Linked DNA regions of Mus musculus: regions 2, 3 and 4 are each linked to region 1. The links are chromatin contacts, called in public Hi-C and promoter capture Hi-C maps. All regions are on one chromosome and are shown on one strand. Each heading gives the region's core, a stretch centred on a gene start, on an enhancer-like site or on the middle of the called end of the contact. The rest is flanking DNA. Distances are from core to core; before and after follow the strand shown.

Region 1 (3,118 bases), core at 229-2,728:
AATATATATTTTAGAAATAATCTTGATCTCAAATTCATAAAGTATAACAGCTTGAAGAAAATGTTATTGAAAACACAGGTAAGGAACAACAATATGAACCACAGAATTCTAAGGTGGGGGATAGGGGACTTTTGGGACAGCATTTGAAATGTAATGAAGAAAATACCTAATAAAAAATTAAAAAAAAAAAAAAAACAAGTAGAAAAAAGGTTGAGAGGAAAAAAAAAGAAAATACACTTAAAATCAAATTGCTCAGCTATATAAACAGATTAACTATAAAATTTAATGGCATAAAAATGTCAATATTCTAAAGACTAAAATACAGACCCAACACACCTTGGAGAGAGAAATGCAGCATCTGGGTTTTACATCTCATTTTAAAATATAAGGTGTGACACTATTGAAAAGTGACTACCTTTTGAGTTTAAGATACTTGGTGCAATGGGATACTTGGATCAGTAGAAAAATGATTTCATTAAAATACATAATAGTATTGGGGGAACAGCAAAATCCACATATTTCACTATAGGGGAGAGAAAATATGTACTATAACAAGAGCACACGAGTCTTTAATGATCTCCATCATAATCTAGCTTATAAATTCACTAAATGGTCATCGTTTTAATATTTTTTCATAATATAAAAATTGCCATTTTATTTAAAATTTAAGTGTTCAATTTCCCTGGCACCTATCATGTTCATTATTGTGTAACCATCATCACTAACTTCTAAAGTCATGTTTATTACTTACGGATACCATTGTCACCTTGTAGACTACAAACAAAAATTTGGCCTCTGCAAAAAACATAGCTATTGCTATCTTTAATTATCTTTAATTATATGTTTATTGAAGTTGTGGCTTTTATATAAAAGCTTGGAAAAATATTATGGAAAAAGTTCAAAGTATTTAATTAGATTAACTTTCAAATTAAATTACAACTATGTTTACAAGTAATTTATTCACATGAGGATTGTCAGCCAACAAACGCATAAAGCAACTGATGATTTAACATAATAGAAAAGGTATTAGGCAAGTTTCACAATAACAAAAAGAAAAAGGTGTGCACATATCAATGATAGTTTTAGGAAGGAAACCCATGCTAAGAGCAATCACTGTCATTCCGACACCCCTGAACATCCTGGTCTACATATTTTAAAACCTCTCCTGGGTCGCCAGGATGGGGACCTCAAGGCACGCCTCCTAAGGTTTCTGCTGTCCTCATCCCGGCCACAGCCCTCCGCTTCCTGGAGCTAACGGGTTAAGTGACGAACCACGGGCTTACCAGACTGAGGGTGGAATCCAGGAAGCGGAAGTCTCCGCGGCTAAGGCGGAAGAACTAGAAGTTCACGCAAGGCCCCGGAATGCTTCAGAACGCTTCGGGGAACAGGAGGGTCCAAACACAGGGGAAACCCCAACTATCCTTTCGCACATGTGACTTCCACTAGCTCCCCGAAGCAATGGCTTCTACTTCACGTCCGTCTTCGAAATCTCGCGAAACTTCATAAGCCTTTTATAACGTGAAACCTTCACGGCGTGCATCTTGGGAAATGGAGTTTGATAACCTTAATGAGCCGTGCATTCTTGGTGAACTAGGAACTCTCGCGAAACCGATTAATTGCTTCTAAATGAGATTGAAATGGTTTATGGGAAATGTAGTTTCTACGTTGGACGGCCCTGACAAGGGTTTATGGGAAATGTAGTTTCTAGTTGGACGGCCCTGACAAGGATGCTCAAGTAGAATATATATATGTGTGTATGTGTGTATGTGTGTATGTGTGTATGTGTGTATGTGTGTATGTGTGTATGTGTGTATGTGTGTATGTGTGTATGTGTGTATGTGTGTATGTGTGTATGTGTGTATGTGTGTATGTGTGTATGTGTGTATGTGTGTATGTGTATATGTGTATATGTGTATATATGTATATATGTATATATGTATATATGTATATATATGCTTTTTCCAAGTTCTAATTGCACCACATCATCTTATGGGCCTGCCTTCAGCTTGTTCTTCTTTCTAAGATCATCAACCTGAACCTGTTAGCAGTCACTCTTCCTACTTTAAATATTGTATGCAATCACTATAACCCATAACCCATACCTATACCCCCAAAACTACACTGCCTTACTTAAGATATTTAGACACATATTTAAATACTGAAAACACACCCAACCTAACCTCAAATATAGCAGCTTTATCAACTTGTTCGTTTCAAAATCGGTGTCAACACAAAACTACTCTTGCCGCAGATAAATTTGTTCACAAACAAATACCAAAGACCATGACCCAGAAACACCAACTGAGGGTGTGACAAAAGACAAATTTTTGCCAAGGAACTGCACACATGGGATTTTATTAGTCATAGAATGAAAAGAGTGAAAGATCAAGGCATTTAATAAATATGATGGGTGATAGATTAATATCTTGCAGAAAAGTAGGACAAAAAACTCTGCTGTGTATCTGTGTTGCTATCTATAGCATTGTAAGTTTTTAGGATTGATTAAGATTATTCATGTCTTAATAATATATGTTAAAGAATTTCATAAAGGTTGTTCAGCCAGATATAGGGATGGGCAATGAAATGAACTGAGGATACTGGAAATTGCCTAAGTTAATTTGATTTATGATAGTATTTGAACTTCACATGAAGTTATAAAGTTCTCATAACCATAGTATTTCTGCATTATCAACCTATCCTCTCAGCATGGACCATGAAAATCATGATACTATTAAAGATTAAAGAATCTTCAAAGTTAGTATACATTTGTATTCTCTTTTTCCTTTCTTTTCTTTTCTTTTCCTTTTTTTCTTTTCCTTTCTTTTCTTTCTTTCTTTCTTTCTTTCTTTCTTTCTTTCTTTCTTTCTTTCTTTCTTTTTTTTTGGCAGTAGGGAAATTTCAGATAGTAGCAGTCAACATTTTTATACTTCTATTTGTCAACCTGCATTCACTAATTCACAAAATATTACTCATTTTACCTTGAATGGGTCAATTTAACACTAGCATCTACCACACTGAGAGTCAAAAATGTTACCAGGTAGCATCTGAGACATACAGCAATGATTTCCAGGCTCTTGCTGTAACTCTGTTGCTGTTTGAAGGTAAAATTGTAGCCACA
Region 2 (3,118 bases), core at 368-2,867, about 16 Mb after region 1:
AGCTGCTTGGATGCACCTGGCATGTGACAGGAGTAAGGTCACTATTAAATAGGATACTAGCCATCGCAGTTAGTTGTTCAGTTGCCTTCAGTCTGAGCAAATTCTCTGTTGGTAAGACGAGAACAAAGAAATAAAGGCTCTGCTACTAGTAAACTCTCAATATATCTTGTTGGATAGTACCCCAAGTACCAACTGTACTGTATCCGTGTCTGAGTTAGAAAATAGAGCTGTGGCTAGAGAGATGACTCTGGTTATATGTACTAGCTGCTCTTCCAGAGGACCCGGGTTCAAGTCCTAGCACCCACATAGTAATTCAAACCATTCACAACTCCAGTTCCAGATCTCACTCCTTCTTCTGGCATGTAGGTGGTATATAGATACACATGCAGGTGATACATGTCTTTTGAATTAATAAGCTATCCAAATTACATTATCTATTTAAAAAGAAAGCAGAGTTAAACATTAAGACTTAGAAAAAAATTACCGTTTCTGAATTACACACTCTATTTTTTCTTACACTCATTGTTTGTTATCTTCTGTAAGTGAATAGAAAGTTAAGTACATGAAGTAGTGATTTTGTCTGTATTATTCACCGGGTAGTACACAGCACTTAAACAGGATGTGATATGTAGTAGCGACTCATTAAATATACATATTTAAATAAACCTAAGCAGAATTTGCCATTTTAGCTATTAAACTCCGTAATTCTAATTTTGGCAGCCATCTTCAGCGATTTCCGTAACACCCACCGAGTGAGTATCCCAATTATCTGCATGTGTTGGAGTCAGAAACTCTCGTCTACAATCTTGGGTACCTGCTAAACAGCTAGAGACAAACGTTAAACGAAATCATCAAAACCACAGTCTGACACTACTTGACCCCAGAAGCAGAAGGACTGATCAAGAAAAAAATATAAGGCAGATGTGGGCCAAGAGTGCCTTGCATATCCGTGCTTCACAGAATTGATGCTTGCTGAAAAACGACTAAAAGCAAGGGTTGGTCTTCAACCCCTATGGCAGCTAATACAGACACCGCTAGGCATCCATCATATGCCAAACATAAGGACATTAGATCCTACCAGGGTTCCCAACGGCCTTACCTCCCCAACCCATAAACTGCACTCTTCGCGGTCTGAGTCGGCCCATGCTGGTCAGGACAGAGCAGACAGGGAGCTGAAAGGAGTAAGCCAGGATTTGCGATCCTCCATATCCCCAGGCCCCAATCAGGTGGCGTACACTTTTCTCTCTCCTCACCAGAAATGTTCACCTCCCAGCTGCTTTGTCAATCGCCAGCCTTCCCCGGTGCAGCCTGACCACCTATGCTCTGACACCCTTTCAACCGGACGCCGCCATGTTGCAGACAATAGTACTACATTTCCCATGAGTCCCTGGGGCTACCACAACCCCCTTCGGGACTCAAATTCTTTGTTGACCCTTTCTCCGCCAAATGTCTGTAAACTGCTGCTTGAAACAGAAAATTTGGCTGCTTTATTTGGGTGAATAGTAATCGTTGGAATAGGACCTACAACTATCACGTTACTAAATGCTAAACATTTGATCTTATACTCACAAATAACTGTAGTCTTAAGGGAACTTACCTGTGTAAACCACACCAATCGAAATGCAGAGCTGTAGAGTTCAGTCTCAACTGACATCTACAGCACAACTCCTATACCTCAGGCTTAGAACACTGCAGAGAAAATGGAGGTGGAGAAACGGAAGTTTACTGTGAATTGTGTCTCCTGGGAACATCAGAAGCCACACCCATAAAGTCTCTCTAGTGTGACTGCCTATACTGAACTGAACAAAGACAATGAAAACGGTTGTGTTTGTGTGGTCAGGCAAAGAGTCGAGAACGTCTAAACCCTACACAAAGAACAATATGCAAATAAGGAATTCTGAGAGCAAGAGAAATACTTTTCTCCAGGGAAGAGCACGCCAATTGTTTATCCAACAATGAATGATCAGCCTGAAAACACTTAAATACAAGAAACATTGTACAATTTGTATTAATGTATGTATGTACAATTAATAATAAAAGAGGTGATGAATTTGAAAGAGCAAGGACGATGGGTATAGGAGAGGGTTTGGAGGTAGGAAATGCAATGAGTAAATTATAATATAATCTAAAAAACCAGAAAGAGTAGAAACTCTAAAACAGAAGAAACTGGATCTACTTCAGGAAAGATATTTCAAAGTAAAGTTTAAATGGCAGAAAAATTAAAGACAATAATTATATCCCTATTATGAGATTGACTCATGACAAAAAAACAGTAACAGTATTGTTTTTAATTTGTAGTATTTACTCAACTCCACATTGTTAGGCCTCAAAGAAAGAGGGACAAATCACTGACTGAAGTGCCTACTAAAACATCAATGCAAATACTTGCAGCTCTCTGCAACATTACTCAGTACCTGTTGCTCCTCCCAGCACTGCTCACCTCTCCCCTTCCCCTAAACCTTTCCATCTCAGGGACTAACTTTCTGCTTCTTCCCTTCCCGACTTATTGATCTCCATATAACATAGCTATTTTGGACACTGGGTCTCTTGGCCTATTGGCTCCTATCTGGTTCTACTCCTGGCTCTTTCTTGGTACACTTGCATCCCTCTCTTCTCTCTTACCCCCTCCCAACCCCCCAAAGCCAAGCTCTGTCTGTTGGCCATGTTCAGTATAAACACTTCCAGATGTTTCTGGCTATTCTCTCCCTCATATCTACAATAAACCTCCTCTTCAAAACATACCTTGGGGCAGTCATGTTGTTTGATTTTTCCTATGAAGACTTGGGAACCAGATGCTGGGAAGAAAGCCTGCTAGCTCTGCGAGGCAGAGAAAGTACCCAGTTGACCTTCCTCCTCAGCCAATGTCCCAGAAGGAATACCCCTTAAAAAATGCCCACCTTAAAAAAAATCTTTTTTAAACTGAATTTTCTTCCTTCTTACTTCCTGTGTGTCTCTCTATCCATCCTTCTGACATACTCTTACTCTCTTTGGTTCTTTTCTCAATAATTCTATAGTCATTTCTTGTCAAGTGGTTGCTTTCTCTAACTCTTGACTTTATTTAATCCTGTTTACACTACTCAGACAGAAAGCTCTTGCATTAAAAGTATGTGCTAAGACT
Region 3 (3,118 bases), core at 231-2,730, about 16 Mb before region 1:
TCCATAGTTCTTTGGCTAAAGTCAGATTTGCTCCCATTGGCCTACATGACCTACCTCTTAAGCTCATCTCTACTGCCTACCTTTGTTCTGTTTCTCAAATCTGAGTCTGCCATCTGCCTACATCAAGGCCAGCCTGGGCTACATGGCAAGCTCCTAACTTTGAGGTATAGAAATGAAGCTGAATGTCCAAAAGTAGGTAAGAAAATGAATCATCTAACCTTGCTTAAGACACATTAGCTGGAGGTTCCATGCTAAAGGAAATTCCATACAAGCATTACATGAAAGCAGGATATTTGTCCTAAGAATGTGTGTAATAAAGTAGTGTCACATTGTCCATCAAGGGGTAGTCATTCAGTTTTCATAAATTCTTAACTGCCTCAGAGGTAGAGCAAGGGCCCTGATTAAAAAGCTAAGTAGGCAAGTGATAAGAGGCAGAGGCAGGTGGATTTCTGAGTTTGAGGCCAGCCTGGTCTACAAAGTAAATTCCAGGACAGCCAGGGATATACAGAGAAACCCTGTCTCAAAAAGCAAAAAAAAAAAAAAAAAACCTCAACAAAAAAAGAATTGTTTGGAAGATTTAAGCATTCTAGCATTTGAGGGGTGGGGGTACGTATGAGTGCTCTGTCTGATGAACACCCGCTCCCAGAAGAGAGCATAAGATCCCTTTATGAGCCAACCATGTGCAACTATGTGATTACTAGGAATTGAACTCAGGACCTATGGAAGAGCAACCCGTGCTCTTAACCCCAGAGCTATCTTAACAACCCAGCTTTCTATATATTAAGAAATAAACACCTATTTGTATTTGATGTAGAAAGTTAAAGTACGGGGGATGGGGGCCTCTTTTCCGATCTTACCCTCAGTAGTCCCCAAAGCACTAGGGTCCCTTTTTTTTTCTTTGTAAGTACACAAATCATTGTAAACGTCAGACATACATGTAATATTTTTATTATACTATTTTGTTAACAGTACGCTAGAAAAGGAGGGCAATAATAGTGCGTTCTGGAAGAGTGCATACCGTGCCGCGGGGACCGCTGCAGCTGGAATTGGTCGGGCGGTCCTATCGCGGGTTGCAGTGGAGACCGACTCACGAGCCGGGCCAGCCACGCCCCAGAACCCTCCCCTCCGCTACCCTCCGACGCCGCCGGCCACAGCCAAGAGCGGCTGCGGCACGGAGCAGGGCCAGCCCGTTGCCTAACCGCCAGACTAACACCCACACGACCAAGAAACAGATTCCGCGCCACGGTCCGGCGGGTTCCCACTTCAGCTCCACGCCCCAAACCCCGCTTCCGGGCCCGAGGTTGGGGAGGGCTTAGAGAAAATGTGCACCAATCGTTATGTAGACGTGGAGAACGTCTGGCCTCTGGACCAACGAGAGAGATGGTGGGCGGAGCCAAAGGCGTGGGCTCTCTTCGGGATTTAAACTTGAACAGCGGACCGTTAACGACTACGCTGAACGTGGAGGTGTCGTGCGCCTGCGCGAGTGGGAAACAGCGTTCCGGGGTGAGCCGCGACTGCTAGACCCTGGGCAGCGGCGGCCGAGGCTGGTGAGGATCACGGAGCCGGAGCGGTGGACCTTTCCTGGGACAGGGTGCAGCGGAGCCCACGCTCTTTCCCTCGGCCGCTGCGCGTGGATTCGCGTTTTCTTCCCTGCCAGGTTCTGGCGTTCAAGGTAAATCTCGGCAGCGTTGCTCGGGACGTCTTTAACTCGCAGCCCGAGCACAGGCCGCCCAAGCCCCTGCAGGTCACAATGTAATGTACACCTTGCCTGCGCCACTTTTGCCCGGTGGGCAAGCGAGTGGACAGAGCCCTCCCTGCCAGCATGGAAACGGGGACGGGTCCCTGGGGAAGTCGAGCTCACGGCACGCCCGTGGCCAGATGGTGCGACTGGTGGTGTTATTGTTGGAAGAGCAGGGAAGTAGCCTCAGGTTTGGGTTACACCTTCCGTGGATTCAAGTGTACAGCCGGCTTGCTTAGGATTTAGGATAGCAAGTAAAACTGAAGGAACCCCTCTGGGTGATCTTACCCCAGAAAGAGTGAGAAAACCCGTATAAAAACTATACAATACAAACAAAAATATCACTGTGCCCTTTCTTTCAAGTTGGCTAGGTTTTTTCAGTGTGCAGTGCTGATGAAAGTGAAAATAGAGGCACTCTAACGCGTGTGTTGAGGTAATAATCAGTTTTTCTAGAGAGCAGTTTGTCATTCAATTTAGAAGTTAAATTGCACCATAATTTCAGTTATAGCCAAATACAGGAATTTAAAGGGTTAAAAATCCCACCCCACCCCCCAGCCCTGAATCTTTTTACTGTAACTAGGTAATCCTGGAGCATTAAACTGTTTGAGGGTTTTTTGTTTTTAAGGGAAAGGTAATTTTAGTCACTATTACCCATATTTATCCTCGATATATAAGATGGCTTAGCTTGTGAGATCGTTGTAAGCAAAGGAACTGAGTATAACCTATAAACATGAGAAGTTGCATTTCACTTGTAAGCATCTACATATTTGAGGTGTAAAAATGAAGGGGACATAATTTGAACACAAAGGAACAGGACTTTATCACTGTAAGGATGCCATTAAAAATCATCTTGGCTTTAGTCTAAAATCACCCCAGGCCAACTCCAGAAGAGATATATACATGTCTCAATTAAACTTCAAAACCTTTTGAAGTAATTCCACTTTTTAAGTGAAGTAAGCTTTATTCCCTACTTTACATTTTTCTAACATTCAGTCCTACTTTGGAGTTTGTATAAATATTCTCTCTCTGAAGTAATTTTGTAAAAATACCTTTAGGAGCTTCTCATTGACTGCTTCTGTGATGACAACCAAGAAGCTAACTGAACCCATTTTCTTTTATATTCATCCCCAGACAACCTCTTAAGAGGATTTGCCTCAGCCTTGAACTCTTGCTTCTATAGACTCCAGAGTGTAACTAACACCCTTCAGTTAGGGCTCCCCCACCCCACTCCTGCCCCAATGTACTGTGCTTTAGAAATGACTTTTTAAATAAGAATGTTTCTTAAAGTCAGTTTTTCTTTTCTAGGTTTCCTTTTTGTTAACTCAAATACAGCCAGTCAAGGAAAAACAAAATAAGGTAAGAAACTGCTCTGAGGCTCAG
Region 4 (3,118 bases), core at 164-2,663, about 15 Mb after region 1:
CACTATCATCAAAAACACGGGGAAAGACACTATAACAGGATTCTTAGCTACATAGGATGAAAAACAGAACTTGAATTATTATAATTACTGATAAGGGTATTAGTGCTTGCTGTCTTTATTCATCCCCACATTGCTTACTGTAGCTTTTTCTGTGTGCTTCAGATACCTTGTCACATTATGAGGTCTTTGCAATATTCACATCTTAAATAGCACCTCACTCACTCTTTTAACAGATAAGGGGTTATATCAAGATAGCAATGTCTGTGTGTGAGTGACTCAAACTGCCATGTAGCTGCAGAAGACTCGAGGGGTGTGTAATATCACAAAAAATGTTAATGGGAATAAGTACAGATCAGACTATACCCATCTCTAGGAATACAGAACTAATGGACAGTGGTTGTGTAGATTAGATTATTGCTAGCTTTCCCAGATACTTTCTGGCCACCTTAGAAAGGTTGAATCAGCATGACACCTATCTACCATCATCCACGAAATCCACATTCATCTGCAGAGACCAACTTTTCCATGGACCCTAACTCGTCCTCGACTTTGTTCAAATGGATGTTCACAGAAGAGCACCGACATCCATCTACACAAGCAACCAAGGAAACAGAAATGCACTGGTGTGACGGCAGGAAGAACAGCATGAGGCATCAAGGTGCGCAGAACCCTTGAGGGGCACAGCAAAGCTTAGAGGGCTTGCACCACCGATTCTGTTCTCGGTTGGCCCGGGGTAGACAGGGAGGTCTGCGGAGGGCCCATTGGCAAACGAAGGGAAGGGTCACCTCCCTGCCGGCTGCCATATAGAACTCCCTGTGCAGAAGGCTCCTCGCTGCGGACCTTTCCTTTCCGGAGCGCTCACGAGATGCACCACAACCGAGAGTAGTAGGAGCCTTGCCTCCAACAGCCAGATTCAAGCCGGTCCAAGCCGGTCCAAGCCCACTCCTCCCTCAAACCGCACAGCTCACCCACCTGCAACTGCAGTCGGTGAAGTCTCCACCCAGGCCCAGCCTGTAAACTCCGGCTGCGATTGGCTTGTGCGACTGTCTCGTTAGCTCTTTCTCCAGAGTGAGCAGCTAAAACGGTTCTGAGAAACTCTGGTCCCGCCCTTTCCGAGGAGAGCGAGCTAAGCTCACAAGACGTCACGCCGTGCCGCAGAGCTCTGGGTTGACTCTGAATCTCCGCCCCAAACCGCCCTGCCGGCTTCCGTAGGAGACGTACAGGTTGGGGGCGAAGCTGCGTCAGGCCACGCCCCCACGCTCAACCCTGAACTAAAGGTGGGGGTGGGGGGGTCTGTGAAACTTCTAAGCCGGGCGTCCAGCTACTTCGCACAGACGCCTGAAAAGGGGTGGAGCCTGGTAACGTCTGTTGCGAGGTGCTGCCCCTTTGCGCAGACTCCGGAGCGACGGGGCGTGGCTACGTCAGCGTCTGCTCTACCTGGCTTGAGGATCAGCGGACCGAGCCGGTCGTATGGTGTTCCCCGCTAAGAGGCTGTGCGTGGTGCCATCCATGGAGGGCGTTCGTTGGGCATTCTCCTGCGGTACCTGGCTGCCAAGTCGAGCCGAATGGCTTCTGGCGATGCGGTCTATCCAGCCGGAGGAGAAGGAGCGCATCGGCAAGTTCGTGTTTGCCCGCGACGCCAAGGCAGCCTTGGTACTTGAGGCCTGCGACTTTTGGGAGGCGGGCCGGGCTGCGGACTCCCACGTGCGCTCGTGGCGTTGCGGTCTCGGAGCCTCCGGAGTGCGTGCGACCGTCTTCAGCCTTCGTATCCCGGAGGCCTGGGTCACTCACATCTAGTCTTCCCTTGTGAGGTTGCCTGTGGAGACCCTTACCCTAAAATTGGAGGCGGGGCCTATGGAGTAATCGTCTGTTTACTAATGAATGTGTTTATACTTTGAAACTTAGAAGCCATAAATATACTTTCTAAGCAGTGTACTTATGCGATTAGTAGATAGCAATACACACCGTGTGTTTTATGTCTGAACAGGCTGGTCGTTTGATGATAAGGAAATTAGTTGCAGAGAAATTGAATATCCCTTGGGATCATATCCGTCTGCAGAGAACTTCAAAGGGAAAGCCGGTTCTTGCGAAAGACTCGTTGAATCCATATCCCAATTTCAACTTTAACATCTCTCACCAAGGGGACTATGCAGTTCTTGCTGCAGAACCTGAGGTACAGGTTGGCATTGATATCATGAAGACTAGTTTTCCAGGTGATGGTTCACTTTTATGACATATTAAGTGTTTTATGTCTCAGATCTTAACTATTAGGCAGTTGTAAGTTTACTGGCAGTACTTAATTTACTGATAAAACATTTAACCAAAAAGGATGCATTTCCTTTAACTTTTATCTATAGAGACAGTAGATTCTATATTACTGTACCTTTTAACCCCTTTAAATTGTTAGCTACATTTTCTTTAGGTATCATCATTTTTCTAAGTATTTTTGTTTTTTTCTTGTTACAAAATAAGCGAGGCTGAATTACAAAGATGAGCTTCTTTAAGCTCATTGTTCTGAGTTCAAGGAAACCCTTGAGGACTGGGATAATAAGTTTATTAATGAAGGTGGTACCCGCTATGGCCTTGCAGTGCTCTTGTATTGGCAATTAAGCTTCAGCATGAATTTTTAAGAAGCCTTTTTGAAGCACAGCTCCAATGAAAGGACTTAATGGTATTGTTGAAGGCTTGTTCTAAAGTAACTGCTACTGTAGAGGAGTCAGGCTTATTTTTGTGAATAGTCCACATGGGTTTGTAGCTCTGGGGAAGCTTCATAGGAGCTTTTTCTGTAACTAGAAGTTAGTGGAGAGGCCATTAGACACTTAGAAAAAAGATAGATAGCACAGTTAGTGCCTATCTGGAAATAAACAGATTTTACAACCCATTTTGTGAGGGGTTGACTGTGGTCAGTACTGAATAAGGAAGTCATTATTAATTGACGTTTTAAATAGTAGGAAAGTATTAAGCAGATATTGAAGATTCTGTCTCTTGTTAATACTTTATTAATCCTTTGACACCCATCAATTTTGATTATAACCGTTTCCTTTTATAGTTTAACTGGCTCAAAGCTTATTATGTTCCAATAACACAGAGGAAGAGATCCATTCAGTTGGCACTAGTG

Evidence for each region. Promoter capture Hi-C pulls out the DNA fragments that hold promoters and counts their contacts. A called contact is a pair of places that touch in the nucleus more often than the background predicts.
Region 2: a contact with region 1 is called in a Hi-C map of rod photoreceptor, with 9 times the contacts expected there. The contact joins the promoter of Alkbh8 here to the promoter of Zfp317 in region 1. A contact is called at or near these places in 3 of 39 promoter capture datasets (cranial neural crest, maxillary cranial neural crest and pre-B cells) and 1 of 484 Hi-C or Micro-C datasets (rod photoreceptor).
Region 3: a promoter capture Hi-C map of pre-B cells shows a contact between it and region 1. The contact joins the promoter of Hyls1 here to the promoter of Zfp317 in region 1. A contact is called at or near these places in 3 of 39 promoter capture datasets (cranial neural crest, pre-B cells and second pharyngeal arch cranial neural crest).
Region 4: a contact with region 1 is called in a promoter capture Hi-C map of second pharyngeal arch cranial neural crest. The contact joins the promoter of Aasdhppt here to the promoter of Zfp317 in region 1. A contact is called at or near these places in 4 of 39 promoter capture datasets (cranial neural crest, frontonasal cranial neural crest, pre-B cells and 1 more).

What each region holds. Positions count from the first base shown.
Region 1 is chr9:19,620,451-19,623,568 of GRCm38.p6, reverse strand. It overlaps Zfp317 (zinc finger protein 317), which reads right to left and starts at 1,478. Exons shown (of 9, transcript NM_172918.4): 1 at 1,284-1,478.
Region 2 is chr9:3,333,730-3,336,847 of GRCm38.p6, reverse strand. It overlaps Alkbh8 (alkB homolog 8, tRNA methyltransferase), which reads right to left and starts at 1,617. Exons shown (of 12, transcript NM_026303.1): 1 at 1,598-1,617.
Region 3 is chr9:35,568,431-35,571,548 of GRCm38.p6, reverse strand. It overlaps Hyls1 (HYLS1, centriolar and ciliogenesis associated), which reads left to right and starts at 1,480. Exons shown (of 4, transcript NM_029762.1): 1 at 1,480-1,672; 2 at 3,044-3,094.
Region 4 is chr9:4,307,789-4,310,906 of GRCm38.p6, reverse strand. Aasdhppt (aminoadipate-semialdehyde dehydrogenase-phosphopantetheinyl transferase) reads left to right here and starts at 1,413. Exons shown (of 6, transcript NM_026276.3): 1 at 1,413-1,653; 2 at 1,988-2,213. The coding sequence starts at 1,471. Kbtbd3 (kelch repeat and BTB (POZ) domain containing 3) reads right to left here and starts at 1,164. Exons shown (of 3, transcript NM_001164574.1): 1 at 973-1,164.